Regions from separate parts of the Sus scrofa genome. Here region 1 is linked to region 2. The links are chromatin contacts, called in public Hi-C maps. All regions are on one chromosome and are shown on one strand. Each heading gives the region's core, a stretch centred on a gene start, on an enhancer-like site or on the middle of the called end of the contact. The rest is flanking DNA. Distances are from core to core; before and after follow the strand shown.

Region 1 (2,700 bases), core at 160-2,659, 310 kb before region 2:
TTGACTATGTAATAATATATCAAGTAATTATATATTACTTGACTATGTTAAGTAAAAATCTCTCTAGAAAGAGTTTCAAATTGCAGTAGCTTCTAGATATTAAAATTACCAAAGCTTTGGGAGATTTAATGACTCTATTCTTCTGAAAATGTCTCCTGAGTGTTCCTTTCCCAAATCTTAGGACGCCAGGTGCCAAGCAACTTCCTGTAGGATGTGCCCGTTAAACCAAAAGCAACTTTGCCTTCACACCAAGGCTTCAGGCCATAAGTCATAGCTACAGCTGCAAAGATTCATTCAGAAATGATGGTTCTCAAATGTAAAGAGAAGTGCTTTCTATCTTGAAGAGTCTGCTGTTAAGATATCAAAGGCTGGGCATGAGGCCAGGCCAGCACCTCTGGGAACTTCTATTAGCTAAGCTACATGCATTCTGTAAAGAAGCAGAGCCATGTCCATTATACCCCAAACCAAAAGGTTGCTCAGAGGCTGTTACAACATCACAGAAAAGGGCGATACCACTTACTTTGTACATCATGTTTCCTTCCTCCATCAATTTCTGTAAAAGTATAATCAAAATATCAGGTTTGGAAGTAGCCATCGCCCAAGCAGCATTTCCTGCAAAATAAACATGCGTTCAGAGGCACTGCAGCGGTCCTGGAGGAAGGGAACTCAATACTTCTGTGGTCCCACCATAGCTGAGCCCACAAACTGCAGGGAACCCCACCTGTGTGTCCTGCAGGCCTGGGACAGCAGCAGCTAAGGAAGGGGAGTGCATGGAGAGAGTGGCACCCAGTGGCAGCCAGTCCTTGCAGTGGGAAAAAGTACTGGTATGTGGAGGCACCAGCACTGCCAGGATCCCCCCCGCACCCCCCATGGGGATTTGCTTCTGAATCATCTCATTTTCCCATAGAGCCTGTCACAGCCTTGACCATGGGTGGGCAGAGGCATCTCTTCTTAACAGGATCACCAGCAACTCCACCCTGAGCTGAGGATGCCAGGTTCAGCCCTTCCGCGCCCCCTCCCATGGCCACTTCTCTCCAGCCTCAACTAAGCCCCTTCTGCACACGTGCTGGGAGCAGTGCCCTCAGGTCAGGTCCACGCTGCAACCTGCTGCTCACTAGGGGCTCAGGGGGACTACTGGCCGCCTTCAGGCTTGGGTCTCCTCCTTTGTAACCTGATGTTATTATCACAACTGTCTGACAGGATAGGTGAGGATTAAATATCTTAAAACATGAAACTGCTCAAAATAGTTCCTGACACTGTGAGCTGCTCACTAAATTATTTCACTCTCTTCATCTTGGGCCCTCCCCATAACTGCTGGCAGCCAAAGGTCTGTCATTCAACCTGAACAGGGCCATCTGGTTACAACACAGAGGGGCTCTCCCTTCTCAGAGCTCCCACCACCAATGTGATCCTCAAGTTAGCCTGAACGTTCCCTCCCAGAAGCCACTTCCCTTCCCAGCTGACCAGACGCCTCCTGAACAGTGATTCCCACGCTCGGCTGCTCAGTACAACCACCTGCAGAGTTTCGGCCACTGACCCTGGGTCGTTCCCAGGAACCCCCGCACCTGCTCCCACCCTCCCCGAGTGCTGGGCTCCTCTTCAACACTGGCCTCTGCCTTCTGCCCACTCAGGCATCTTTTAAATACTCCCAATGACGGTGATTAACTGAGCCATAGGGAAAGATGAAAAGCCTCTCCAAACACCTGATCTCTTGGTTCTTAACCTGGCAACAGCTGAGTACGGCCCCCGGCATATACCCCCAAACCCGAAGCCGCCTGCCCTCCTGCAGCTGGACTGGGGCATTTACTGACCTAACTTGGCTCCTTTCCTCAGCAGCGTAACTACTACAGACGTGTTCCGACAACCGATGGCTCTGTCCAAGGGCCGCATGCCGCTGTGGTCCACGTGCTCGATCACGGCCCCCTTGTCCACCAGATACAGCACCTGCAGAGGGGAGAGCACAGGCCCTGAGGGCGCAGGTGGCAGGAGCACTCCCCTCGCTCACCACAGCTGCTGCAGAAGCTGGTGGGCTTTGCTCACTCTCCGACCTTAGATGCCTCTGGCCTGACGGGATCCTAGGATGGAGATGAAGCTGATACAGAACAGAGAATGAGAGCTACAATCCACAGCTCAAACTTGCTCTGCTAAAGGGATTTTGATGTCAGCAGAGAGGAAGGCAGGTGGTGCTCCCAGGGCGTGTGTCCCTGCACCCACAGATCACAGATGGCTACACTCACGTCACCCTCTCTCTCACCCCATTTCCCCAGGCCACAGAAATGAGACACAGTCACCTTTTCATCTCCAATTACTTAGGAGGCAGCCTTCCGCCACAGCTCCAACCTGCTGGCAGGTTATGGCAATGGGCACTTCAGAAACCCTCCGATCCACACAGCCTGTGTGTGGAAGCTGGAAAAATTAGCAGCTTTGGCGCCAGCTAGACCTGATGGTAAATCACTTTCATGCTTAAGAGACTCAAATATAAAGATGGCAAGTTTGAAACCACGGTGTAAAGACTAACTTAATGTGATAAAACAGCTGTCACTTCCACTAAACAAAGAACACCAGCAAAAACAATGCTGGTCACTGAAACTGCTCTATTCATTGGAAAAGAAGTCTATAGCCTGCTTAAGTTTCAGTCCCCCAGCTGCTCAAAATGACACTAGAGGGATCAATATCCAGAATATATAAAGAACTTCTACA
Region 2 (2,700 bases), core at 124-2,623:
CTCTGCAAAATGCAAGGGCCTCGGCCTCTCCACTTCTGAGAGGCTCTGCAAATAGGCCACGGTGTGAGGGGTGGCTTTTTAAATTGGGAAATGGGAAAAGAAGAAATGTTTGATATGGAGTTTGGATTATACAGATGGCAGCAGCTGCAAATGCTGTCACATCAATGTAATAAGGCAAAAATGAAGGCTCCCAAAGGGGTCTAGGTGGCAATTCAGGAAGCAGCTTTGAGTCAGAAGTGGTGCAAGGCGACGTGCCAGGAAAGGAAGATGCCACCAGAATTGGCCTCATTCAGAGATAAACACATAGAAAGACAACATATGGGACACTGAAAGGGCCCACTGCACAGAAATAACTGTCCCATTACTTGGGCATGCCTAGAATTTTATTGTCATTCTTTATGACTTAAAGATTGTCAGCACTACAGCTAACCTTAGTTCACCTGTTCAAACCTCCTATTTCTCAGATGAGGACCTACTGTCTAGAATGTTAAGTGACTCACCCACAGCTGGACATTAATGACGTTTGGCGTTGCTCTCCCTATGGGCATCTGCAGGAGGAGACAGTTTTCAAAGAGGGCATCAGAAAAGAGCAGGTAGAAGGTTCCAGAGCTATGGGTGTCCCAATTCACAGTCAACATAATTTCCTTTTTCCTATAACCCCTAAGCCCCAGGAAAGTGAATGGGGAGGGAAAAAGCGGGAAGCACGAGAATACTGATAACGTTGAGAAGATTCTTAAAGCTTAAGAAGAAACTGTAAGTGCATAATGTGAATTAGACTTTTCATAATTTGTTCATTAAATACATTGAACATCAGTTTATGACAGGGATCTTCTGGTCTAGTGGGAGACAGGGAGATGTAAACAGATAAATTACAATAAAACCTGAAATGTGTGGTCTTAGATTATGAATCCAGTGCTCAGGGGAAGCTGAAGAGGCAACAACTATCTCCCCACAGAGGTCTTTGGGAAAGCTTTCCAGAGGAAGGTAAATTAGAGTGGGTATTGAGGGGGAAATAGGAGTTTGGCAGGTGGGAAAAATGTGAGAGAAGGCTCTAGGAGTTCTGTGCCCTGAGGTAGAGCCTAGAGAGTAGCTGCAGGTATAATAACTTTAGGAGTGACGGGAGGGTCCATGACAGGAGCACTCTGTGATTAGTGGAGAATGGGCTGAGCTAAGAAGTTGGCATTTTACCCTATAGCCTACAAAATCCACAAAGGCTGTGAAGCAGAGTGTGACAAGGACTCCTTGCTGAGCAGAACAGTGGCTTCAGTGGAGGATGGAAGGCAGAGGGAGAGAGAGGAGGGGGCTGGTGCAATACCCAGGCTGTGCTCATAAGTGAACTTGCCAGGACAAGCCAGGCAGGGCAGTGAAGAGTGGCTTGGACCCCACTCCCTGCAGCCATCTGTTCCTTCATACACAGGCTGTGCTTCCTCCCACTCCTGAGGCAGCAGAGCTTCTGAAGCTGACATTTAAAACAGTGGGGAAGGCTCAGAACAGGGGAGGCCTGTAGTGAAGGTCCCCCCACCCCAACTCCCACAGGTAAACAAGGAATGTCTCTATCCCTTCCAGGGAAACCGACAGCCTCTAATTCCAAGAAAAGCAGGACAGACCAGGCATTTTGGGGTGCAAAGCAGAGAAGACAGCCAGAGGAGGAGAAGTGCTTTAATCTGGTCATGGCTGGATACCAGCAGAACATATCAGAGTCAGCTCTAAGGTTGTCGCCAACTGCCCTAGGAACAGGCAGAGGGCCAGGGAGTCGGCTGATCCCCAGAGGCTGAGGTCATCTACTGACCCCTCAGTCTTTGGGCACGTATAGCAGCATTAGCATTACTAGCTGAGGACACCTTTCAGCTGAGCACTTGAAAAGAGTCCCTCATTGGGTAGCCTCCAGCTTAGCATAATACTGGGTCTGATAAATGATTCCTCAACGGAATTAAACTCAAGTGATTCACTTAATGAGACTCTTTCCTTATAGCTGTGTATATTGGAATAGAGCCCTCTGGCTTCCAGCAACATTTTTTTTTTTTTTTGGCTTTTTGGCTTTTTGTCTTTTTGTCTTTTTAGGGCCTCGCCTGCGGCATATGGAGGTTCCCAGGCTAGGGGTCAAATTGCATCTGCAGCTGCTGGCCTACACCATAGCCACAGCAACAGGGAATCCGAGCTGCATCTGTGACCTACAGCTCACAGCAAAGCCAGATCCTTAACCCACTGAGCAAGGCCAGGGATAGAACCTGAGTCCTCATGGATGCTGTCAGATTTGTTAACTGCTGAACCACGACGGGAACTCCTATTTAACCATACATTGTGATAACACTGTGACCCTGTCAGTCTTATGGATGTAAAACTCATGCACTTGGTTCTTTCCCGCTGCAGTGATATGTGCTCCAAAACTAGAGCTAGAGCTGTATAAACTTGGGCAGGGTGTTGGGGGTACACTGCATGTGGTAGAATGTGGCTGTTGCAGTGACTGGCTCTGGAACCTCTAAGTGCCCACCATCCACAGCCCCTTGAGAACCTGCCTTCCATCCAAGTTGCCATGAAGTATGTCATGAGACCTTGCCAATCTGGCCATACAGAAATAAGGTTCTGACAAAAACACTATGTCAAAAAGAAATCTCCACTCCTGTGTGCATAGCAGCATTATTTACAATAGCCCAGATGTGGGAACAACTAAGTGGCCATCAACAGATGACTGATAAAGAA

Evidence for each region. A called contact is a pair of places that touch in the nucleus more often than the background predicts.
Region 1: a Hi-C map of fetal heart ventricle shows a contact between it and region 2, with 4 times the contacts expected there. The contact joins two enhancer-like sites. A contact is called at or near these places in 3 of 47 Hi-C or Micro-C datasets (embryonic fibroblasts, fetal heart ventricle and heart right ventricle) and 1 of 2 datasets of contacts at active chromatin or transcription factors (skeletal muscle).

The regions. Positions count from the first base shown.
Region 1 is chr15:66,155,965-66,158,664 of Sscrofa11.1, reverse strand. It overlaps TANC1 (protein TANC1), which reads right to left. Exons shown (of 26, transcript XM_021074763.1): 22 at 1,812-1,944; 23 at 521-612. Among named protein-coding and RNA genes, the nearest start is that of WDSUB1, 82 kb to the left of the region's middle. Within about 2 kb of position 1,409, at least 7 of the 83 cell types and tissues checked have an H3K27ac peak or open chromatin away from gene starts, as enhancers often do.
Region 2 is chr15:65,849,109-65,851,808 of Sscrofa11.1, reverse strand. The region is part of intron 2 of LOC110256997 (a long non-coding RNA gene); the gene reads right to left. Among named protein-coding and RNA genes, the nearest start is that of DAPL1, 54 kb to the right of the region's middle. Within about 2 kb of position 1,373, at least 8 of the 83 cell types and tissues checked have an H3K27ac peak or open chromatin away from gene starts, as enhancers often do.